3 separate regions of the Mus musculus genome follow, and all the other regions are linked to region 2. A link is a contact called in public ChIA-PET and Hi-C data. All regions are on one chromosome and are shown on one strand. The core of a region is the stretch at or near the end of the contact, and the rest is flanking DNA. Distances in the headings are between cores, read along the strand shown.

The links. A called contact is a pair of places that touch in the nucleus more often than the background predicts. ChIA-PET counts read pairs in DNA pulled down with a chosen protein or histone mark.
Region 1: an RNA polymerase II ChIA-PET map of memory CD8 T cells shows a contact between it and region 2, with 44 read pairs. The contact joins the promoter of Rrp1 here to the enhancer-like site in region 2. A contact is called at or near these places in 3 of 39 promoter capture datasets (the 3T3-L1 cell line, embryonic stem cells and pre-B cells), 3 of 115 datasets of contacts at active chromatin or transcription factors (memory CD8 T cells, microglia and thymic regulatory T cells) and 2 of 9 other capture datasets (adipose tissue and liver).
Region 3: a Hi-C map of B cells shows a contact between it and region 2, with 6 read pairs. The contact joins the promoter of Agpat3 here to the enhancer-like site in region 2. A contact is called at or near these places in 1 of 39 promoter capture datasets (the C10 cell line), 1 of 484 Hi-C or Micro-C datasets (B cells), 1 of 115 datasets of contacts at active chromatin or transcription factors (memory CD8 T cells) and 1 of 9 other capture datasets (liver).

What each region holds. Positions count from the first base shown.
Region 1 is chr10:78,411,787-78,415,076 of GRCm38.p6, reverse strand. It overlaps Rrp1 (ribosomal RNA processing 1 homolog (S. cerevisiae)), which reads left to right and starts at 2,034. Exons shown (of 13, transcript NM_010925.2): 1 at 2,034-2,257. The coding sequence starts at 2,125.
Region 2 is chr10:78,085,760-78,088,887 of GRCm38.p6, reverse strand. No RefSeq gene overlaps it. Among named protein-coding and RNA genes, the nearest start is that of Gm30039, 5.6 kb to the left of the region's middle. Within about 2 kb of position 1,592, at least 125 of the 459 cell types and tissues checked have an H3K27ac peak or open chromatin away from gene starts, as enhancers often do. A contact at or near this core is called in B cells, adipose tissue, memory CD8 T cells and 2 more, where this site is marked.
Region 3 is chr10:78,350,393-78,353,562 of GRCm38.p6, reverse strand. It overlaps Agpat3 (1-acylglycerol-3-phosphate O-acyltransferase 3), which reads left to right and starts at 1,863. Exons shown (of 10, transcript NM_053014.3): 1 at 1,863-1,936. It overlaps Gm40709 (a long non-coding RNA gene), which reads right to left and starts at 1,080. Exons shown (of 3, transcript XR_871856.3): 1 at 636-1,080; 2 at 1-399.

The sequences.
Region 1 (3,290 bases), core at 785-3,284, 330 kb before region 2:
TGAGATGGCTCAGTGGGTTAGAGCACCCGACTGCTCTTCCGATGGTCCAGAGTTCAAATCCCAGCAACCACATGGTGGCTCACAACCATCCGTAACAAGATCTGACTCCCTCTTCTGGAGTGTCTGAAGACAGCTACAGTGTACTTACATATAATAAATAAATAAATCTTTAAAAAAAAAAAAAAAAAAAAAAGAAACATCCCAAACCAGCCAACTAATAAAAAAAAAAAAAAAAAAAGAAGATGTAGATCTCTCAGCCCCTCCTGAACCGTCTCTGCCTGGATGCTGCCAGGTTCCCTCTTTGATGATAATGAACTGAACCTCTGCACCTCTAAACCAGCCCCAATTAAGTGTTGTCCTTATAAGAGTTGCCTTTGGTCATGGTGTCTCTTCACAGCAATGGAAACCCTAACTAAGGCACTAATTACCATCTTTGTGCTTGAGACTTGTAGACTTAAAAAGCATCCATGACTGGATGTTTAGGACCAGATCCTCCTCCTCCTAGTTGGTACATAATAAACAACCTGAGGTTCCAAGTTGCAATGGTAGTGAGTGTCCCAATCAGAGTGCTCACACCTAAGCTGAGCCCACCTTTTCTGTCTGTGTGTCTGTCCTGTATTTCTTTACTTCTCCCAGTTGGGGTTTCAGTACTCAAGCCTAGCAGGACTTGGCATATACACATATGTATAGGTGGATATATTTACTGTGTGATGTGTAAGTAGAGTCTGACCATTAATATTAGTAGTTTAAGATAGCTTGCCTAGGGCTGGAGAGATGGCTCAGCGGTTAAGAGCACCGATTGGTCTTTCAGAGGTCCTGAGTTCAATTCCCAGCAACCACACAGTGGCTCACAACCATCTGTAATGGGATCTAATGCCCTCTTCTGGTGTGTCCGAAGACAGTAACTGCGTACTCATATAAATAAAACAACAGCAACAAGAGATAGCTTGCCTAAGTCAAAGAAACTGGGTTGACTTTAAAAAGCGTGGCCATAACATTGATGTAGTCTATCAAATTTTTTGTTATTCAGTAAATTCTGATGTTATAGAAAATACAGAATTGTCTATGTTCCTGTAATAGTGCTTAGACATGCCCTCTCCCACCCCAGTTGCTTATTCCTCTTCAGTCAGACTTTCAACAACCATCCCTCCCATTTTTTCCAGCATCTAGCTTTTCAAATACAGCCACCTTCCTTGCCTGACACTTTAATCCTGGGCTTAGCTGGCCTATGGTGTAGCAACGAACTGGCAATGTTATGGTACCACTAAGTCCAAACGTCCACTGGTCTTGGAAATTTCCCCCAGCAAGTCATCAGACTTCTGGTGGTCTTGGGCACACCAATGAAACCTGTAATTGTTTTGTATTCTAATTTGACATTTCAGCTCTTGGGCTATATGGAAAAATTTTCCCAATAGTGTCCCAAACGATTGTCACCACACATTTCATGAACCAGGGCACACTCAAGTTTTGCACACTCACTGTGCTTTCTATAGTGTATTTGCCTGCCTACCTTCATGATAGGTACCTGCACCCTGTCCCATAATCTGGATCCTGACAGCCTTCTTGCTTTTCTCTTTCCAGGAAAGTGGATGCTCTACAAGAGGCTTGGTGGGGTGGATTTCCCTGAGGACTAAGGTGTTAGGGATCAGGTAAAGTGTTTCGGGTAAAGCTCGTAGTTCTCGGCGTTGCAGGGTTCATGCACACACCCAACCTCCCCCCACCCACACCCCACACCCCAACATGGCTCAGGATGCTGAGCCAAGGGCAGCTCCACGCAGTCCTGCTAAGTGTTACAGTTGAGGACAAGCTGGGCCACATCACGATCTTCTTGTAATACAGCCACTCCTGCTGCAGTAAAGAGGAGGGCGAACCCAAGACAATGCTTTAACCTTTTCAAGAATCAGAGATGCCCTAGGCTTACACCAGACCATCCTCCTCCCTGCAGGGTGCAGTTGCGCCTCTCGGCCACTGAGAGGCGGTAGCGTACGCCAGCATCGTCCAGGACGTTTGACGTCTAGCTGGGTTGTGTCGCCTCAGTGTGACGTTCAGTGGTGACGAGCGCGTGTCGTCACTCGAGCGCCCCAGCGGAAGCGTCGAGTGCGTGGTCTCAGGGTTCTCCTCACCATGGTTCCCGGAGTGCCGCTCCCGCCGGAGATCCAGCTGGCGCAGCGCCTGGCGGGCAATGAACAGGTGACGCGGGACCGCGCGTTGCGGAAGCTGCGGAAGTACATCGAGGCCAGGTCGCAGCGGGCGACAGGTACGCGGGCGGGAGGGCAGGCGAGCTCCGCTGCGTGGGCCCCGCAGGATCCGGCCTTCGTCTGCTGTTCTACTGGCTTAGGCTGACCCGATCGGTCTGCCCGCTTTTCTTCCTTCTGTAGCTTGCTGGTGCTCTTCCGCCGGCCTTTACTGGTGTCCCGTGTTCTTAAAGGTGTGTTCTCGACACCCCGTTCCCAGGATGTCCTTTTGCAGAGCGGTTTCTGTGCTTCTGGTCCTCAGTGAGCGACCCCTTTCAGCAGCCTCCGCGTCTCTTGGATATCCCTCCGCAGATGCAAATTATAGATTCCCTGAGCAGTGGTTTGGCCGAGGTCACGGCTGTATGCTTTGGGAAGTGTCTCAAGGCAGTTTTCCACGCTCTAGTCAGAGAACCCCAGCTTGGGGAATGCGCTTCGCCAAATGGTGGCGATGTCCTTTGCTTTTGGATATCCCTCCGCGGATGCAAATTATAGATTCCCTGAGCGGTGGTTTGGCCGAGGTCATGGCTGTATGCTTTGGGAAGTGTCTCAGCGCAGTTTTTCACGCTCTAGTCAGAGCACCCCAACTTGGGGGATGCGCCTCGCTAAATGGTGGTGATGTCCTTTGCTAGCCGGAATGAATAACTTTCACCATTTAATCTCCGAAATGTCATAGTATAGCTACAGTTCCTTGGTCTGACACTGGCTTAATTAATCACTGCATTAACAATGGGCCATCTCCCGGTCCCGAAAGTGTTGGGTTTCTTTAACTCTATGGGACTGATACCTGCTTGCTGGTGCATGGAGTTACTGGAGGGTTGGGGGGAGGGGCTCCTCCAGGCACCGTTATGGCAGTTCTGTTGGAGAATGTTTTGAGGGCGGGGCTGGCTGCCCAATCATATTTTTTTAAGGTTTATTTATTTATTTAATGTATATGAGTACACTGTAGCTAGCTGTACAGATGGTTGTGAGCCTTCATGTGGTTGTTGGGAATTGAATTTAGGACCTCTGCTCGTTCCAGTTGGCCCCACTCACTGAGGTCAGCCCAGCTCGCTCAGT
Region 2 (3,128 bases), core at 343-2,842:
GGCTTTTGGACTGGACCATTTTTTTAAAAGCTCATTCATGGACTTAACCTACAGCCCCAAGGACAGGGCTGTAACGTAAGAAGACTCCCTGGCCAGTTGGTCAGGGGATCTGACAGGTGAAGCTGTATGGTCAATGGGACATGCCAAGACCTAGATGCATAGTTGGGGAGGTTGCCTAGCCCTGATGGATGGCAGAGAGCAGAGAGCAGGGCGACCTGGGAAATCTGCTCTCCAAACCAAACTAAAGAGAACACAGCCAGGTTTACTGTGCCTGCCAACTGTTGCAGTAGAACTCAGCACACTCCTGGAGGCACCTGGGTGCTGCCAGTCAGGTTCTACCTCCTGTAGTCAGTATTGCCACAGTGTGCAGGGGAGGGGAGGGGCCGAGGAGTCAGGGCAGGCAGGTGAAGGACCATCCCGAACATCACATGATCTGGATGACTCTCCTCACTCCTCTAAGGGCCACTGTGCTGGGGAGCAGTGTGCAGTGCCTAGGTCCTTGGTAGTGTTTGCCAGTTGCATTGGATCAAAGTCAGGATTCTCCCAAAATCCAGCCCTGCTGACCTCTGCCTGGGCAACCGTTTGTGATTATGTGGTCAGAGCAACTCATGCCCCTCTCTGGAATATCAAGCTGGGAACCACTCATGAAAAGACAGCCTGTGCTGCCACACTGTCCTTAGGGTCCTGGAGAGCCCAGCAGAAGAGTGAGATCCTGGGAGGACACCTGGCCTGGCCTGCACTTACCTGCTAGGAACTTCATTTTAATGCCTGGTCCCTCCCAAGACCTCCTGTAACTGCCAGGGGATGGAGCGGCTATAATCTCCTAGCCTTCTAATGCTAGGCTACTGGTAAGCCCACTCATGCTGGCTCACCTAAGGCATGGCGTGTTCCCCAGTTCCAGAGCTGGATGCTCTTGGCAGGTGGTCTTTGGCCTCAAGCACCTGTGTTCTGCAAGGCTCTTCCTGAGAGTTTTTCCCTATGTCTCTCATTTTCAAGCCAAGCATCTTGTCATTTTTCTGTCACCTGAGGGGCTGAGTTCAGTGGATACAGGAATGGCAGATGCCAAGAACCAGTTCGCCCATCTCTGTGTGCCAAACGCTTTCAAGACGCATCTCAAGCCCTGTCGGATGGACTTGGTCCCAGCTGGCAATGGGTACCACTGTTCCCAGCACCCTCTGGGGGATTTCTACTCTGTAGATCTTCCCCAGAGCCCCAGAGCCCAAGGTAGGGGCAGTCTCATCCCAGCCCAGGTAAAAGAAGAGGACCGCTCAAGTCCCTCATCCAGAAGTAGTCCTGTGTCTCTAAACCTTTTCTCATGGCTTCCCCCAGAGAATGAACATTCAGGCCCAGCCAGGCCAGTGCTTTGACACATCTGATCATTACCTGATGGCCCTTACAGGGATTCCCCCAGCTAGGCAAATGGGTGCCACCCACCTGTTCACAAAGGGTCTGTCTTCTGGGATACCCAGCCCCTTGCTGTGTTCAGACCTCTTAAGACTTTTTCAGGAAATGAAACTCCCATGTTCCAGCAGCACCGGCAGGCTTTGAGACCTCAGCAGAAAGGTCTTGTCCTATACGGATCCTGGGTCTACAAAAGTGCCCACTTCCTCTTTCAGGCCAGAGAAGCAGACAGGAACTCAACATCTACTGCACTCACTCTTGAGTGACAGGCGCGCGCACACACACACACACACACACACACACACACACACACTCCATCCCCTCCCCCTCTCTCCACCTTAGTAAACCCCAGTGACGTCCTTAGTGAGGTGCCTCATGGATCCTAGTCCTGATCCCTTGTCCTGATTTTTTTTTTTTAAGAAGAAAACAATTCCAGCCATCTCCTTCCACAGCGCAAAGGGACTGACCTCTGACCTGTACCCAAGGCATCACCTAGACCATGTCCTGTACACAGCAGTTCCTCGGTGTGCCCTTGCTGTCTCATATTCCTCTTGTCTTTGCTAGAGACCCGGCTTACCCTATCCCAACAGATGCTACTTGGACCATTCATCCCAGCCTCCAGGAGTCCGGGCTGACTGCTTCCTCCTGGTCACTGGGGAACACTGATAAAAGTAGAGATTGTGACATAACCTTTTCCGGAACCGATCACAATGACTCAAAAGGAAGCTTGTTTTGGTTTTTCTTGTTTGGTTTTTTTCTCCCCAAATTAGTATATGAGTGGAGAAGCCAACCAGTTACTAAACAAAAGCTGAGCATCCAGAGCAGGACAGCCTCGCCCTCCCTCCCCCAGGTCTAAACGGACCCCCACCCCCACCCCGGAAGTATGAGGTGCTCAGCTTCTACAGCAGAACAGTGCCTCAGCCACTCAAGGGCTTGGAAAGTCCCTCCAGGTCTCTGATGCTGGTTTTCGGGCCACAGTTCAACAACAGTGTGACAATCATCTTTCAGAGTAGTGCAACTGACCTGGAGCTAGACCACCCACCAGGGGTCTAGCCTCATGATGGTGGCTACAGCTCCTGGTATGGAGTGAGGAGTTGGCTCACAGTTCACCAGTGCCAGTTTGACCCTAGAAGTTCATATCAGGGGCTGGAGAGGTGGCTCAGCGGAAGAACTGGCTATTCTTCCGAAGGTCCTGAGTTCAAATCCCAGCAACCACATGGTGGCTCACAACCACCCATAATAAGATCTGACACCCTCTTCTGAAGACAGCTACAGTGTACTTATTTATAATAACAAATAAATCTTTGAGCTGGATCGAGCAGGGACTGAGCGAGCTGGGTTGACCAGAATGAGCAGGGCTACTGGAGCAAGTGGGACCAATCAGAGCGAGCAGGGGTCCTAAAATTCAATTCCCAACAACCACATGAAGGCTCACAACCATCTGTACAACTACAGTGTACTCATATACATAAAATAAATAAATCTTTTTTTAAAAGACATTAAAAAAAAGAAGATGTTCGTATCAGGTGGTCCCCATGAAACTGCCACAGACGCCTCCCTCAACCCAGTTCCTCATATTGTATGAGGTGTCACAAAGATAGGGGTGCTCTTGTCCCTGGCTTCACTCATTGCCCTAAGAAAGCCTTAGCATAGCCGGATAGCCGATTGGTGGTGCGACTAGTAATCCCAGCACTTGGAGGCAGAGGCTATGACTTCAAGGCCAGCCT
Region 3 (3,170 bases), core at 614-3,113, 260 kb before region 2:
AGAAGCTTTTACAGGTAGGCAGCTCGCCCTGTGGTATATGGCCTAAGTCGTTTTCAAGTGAACTTGGAAAATAGGGCTTGGATCCCAAGGCCTGAGCAGGCAAGAGGCCACACAGGTTTCAAGTGGTGTGCAGATGGCCTGGTCCTGATGCAGCATCTGAGCCTGCACAGTCCTTCTTGGCCTGTTTTAGGATCAGTCCCTTGCCTGGTGAGGGAAGGAGACTCAGGTGGCTGTTGGTCCTCAGATCCGATGACTCACTATGGACGGAACAGGCTTCTTAGAGAAGAGGGTCCTGACCTTCTTCTGACCCAAGGCTGACCCTAGGAAGACCCTGGACTAGGTTAATTGAGGTTTCCTCCTGGATTGGTTGTGGATACAATGTTGCTAGTCAGTTGCCAACTATAAATAAATCAAAGGGTACAGCACGTGGGAGTGAAAAGCGATCCTGGTGCCTTACCAGGCACTGGGGACAATCCTACAGGATTCCAGGATGGGATCCTTACTTGGGGGCAGGATGGGGTGTGTGTTGGGAGTGGGGTCCAGGAGGATAAGGGAAATGGGGTCTAATTAATTGGCGGGGAACCCCCAAATTTCCAGGCGTCCCCAGGAGGACTCAGAAGGAAGGGGAGTCTAACCTGAGCCATCAAAACATCCTGGGTCTCAAGGGGACCTCCGGGACTGGGAAGGGGTCTAGGCTGAGGCTCAGAATGATTTCAGGAGGCTGAACGGAGGCAAATCCAGGCTGGGCCTAGGAATATTCCAGTTCTTGGGGGAGGCAACCCAGGAGGACTCCAGGGAACCATCGGGGGTCCAAGTACGGCCCAGGAACACCCCGAAGAACTTCAGGGGGACAAGGGGATCCAGGCTGGGCCCAGGAACACCGCAGTACCCCAGAAGGACTTCAGTGGGCTAAAAGAGGGGATTCAAGCTGGGCCCAGGAACACCCCAGTGGGACTCCGGAGGACCGCAGGCAGCTGAAAGGGAGTCGGACTGGGTCTAGGAACATCCCGCTGGCCAGGGAGGGTGGAGGCTGCTCCCGCGGGGCGCGCCTCGCGTCCCCTCCCCCGCTTGCTGTCCGTTGGCCGAGGCGGTCGCCGCTGCGCCGCGGGCCGCGACTCCTCCCCCGCGCGTCGGTCCGCGCGTGTCCCCGCGTCCCCGCGCCTGGCGTCCCGCGCCGGCGGAACTGTGGGATCGCCGCGCACAGGAAGTGGCGGCGGCGCCGAGGCGGAGGGCGGCGATGGGGGCCCGGGGCGGCGGGCGCCGCACTCGCTGAGGCCCCGACGCAGGGCCGGGCCGGGCCCAGGCCGCGCGCGCCCGACGCGAGAACCGCGACCAGCAGGTGGAGTGCAGGTGAGCCGCGCCGAGCCCGGCCGAGCCGCCGGAGGTCGTCCCCCGCCCGCGGTCGCCGGGCCCCGCCGCAGTGGCCGGCTGCGCTCCGCGGGGCGCGCGGCCTGGAGAGCGCGGCGCCTGGAGGCTCCGGGTCCCGCCCGGCCCCTGTGCGGCCTGCCCGGCCCGCCGGTGCTGTGCGGGGTGCGCGGCGGCCTGGGGATGCGGGCGATCGGGTAGAGATGGGGATGCGGGGCCCGACGAGAGGGCCTGGGCGGCCTTGGGGCCCCTCTCCGGGGGGAACCTTGCTCGGCTCCCGGCTCCTCGCTCTGGGGGAGCCCCCCATGCCTGATTTCGGGGCCCTGTGGGCTAGTTTCACTTTTTTGCTTGCTCAACGCGGAGGGAGGGCTGCAGGTGGGACGCCCTGGAGGAAGGTGCGAGGGCTCGGTTGTTGTTGTTTTTTTTTTTTCTTGACTTTGGCGTTTGAGACCAAAGGCCGACTGTGAATTTCCACGTTTCACTCAGGCGCTGGGGTCATTCAGTAACCAGAGCCTCTGGAGGAAAACACCTGTCCACGGTGGGCCTGGAGCCCCGGAGCAGTTGACCCCAGGTACCTACGACAGGAGGATTGTGAACACTTAAGCTGGGTGGAAAATATATTCAGGTTTCCTTTTTAACTTCGAGAGAAGTTTAGGGGCACAGGGAAATGATTTTAGAAATGGCCTTTCAAACCTAACTTTTTAAAGCAGTGTGGAAAGTCTTCTCTAAGAGAATACTTAAGAGACTGGGTTCTTCTTCCTGGGAAACGAGAAGGCTACTTGGATTTGAGACAGATTGGAATGACTCGTCCAGAGCCAAGATCTTGGATTCTGGGATTGGACACAGGGTGCCGGTTGGGGGTGCTGGGTTGGTGGCTGTTGGAACTGAGTGGAAGCAGCTCTTTCTGCTTCGATGACATTGGGAAATGGACTGTGCCCCTTTCAAAGGGGTCTCTGTGCACTTTGATCACTCCCTTACTGTCCCTTCCCCTTATTAGGTAAGCAGGACTCCTTCCAACTTTAGGATTTAGCCTATAAGATTGATTCCTAGTATCACACTCTGTGCTTTGTAATTACGTTGTTTCCAAAGGCAGTTACATGCAATGGCTTTGCCAGCCTCTCTTTGGTCTTGGTGGCATGTGCTCCTCAGCATGGCTATGTTCAGCAGGTGGATGTCAGCTGGATGTCTGACCTAACTCAGTCTGGACCTACTGGAGGCCTTGTGTGTGGCCCCCACCTGCTCTTATCTGTACAGCAGCAGGGCAGAAGGTCTAGGTCTTAGAAGTTGCCTGTGGAATTGGTGGGAAGTGGGTTAAATACAGTGTCTCCTAGGGAAGGAAGATGGGAGGGATGCTGGAAATGAAGGGAGGTCTCTGTCTCACCCTAAGCTGCTCCCAGATAACAGGCCCAGCACCTGGGAAGGACAGTGCCTGTGTGTTCTAGGGGACTGGGGAAACTGAACAGAAAGTAACTGATCTACTTCAGAAGTTACAAAAGGAGCATCTACTGCAGTAGAGGAGTTGTTTACTTCTTTTCTGGGGCATATAGCTGCGACTCTGTGCTAACAGACTCTGAAACACACTGGGGTCTGAGGAGCAAGGCTAGCCACTTGTCCTGGATTATGTCACAAATCTCCACAGCCAGAATTTAAATGAAGAGCAAAGGGACTCTGATTTCCTCCAGCCCAGTCAGGGTAGTAAAAATCTGTATACATCTGTCTCTGGCCCACTTGGAGGCAGGTAGGGCATAGTAAGATCTTTGTATAGTATGGGATGAGCAAAGATGGAAGTTTATTGTTGTTTCAGG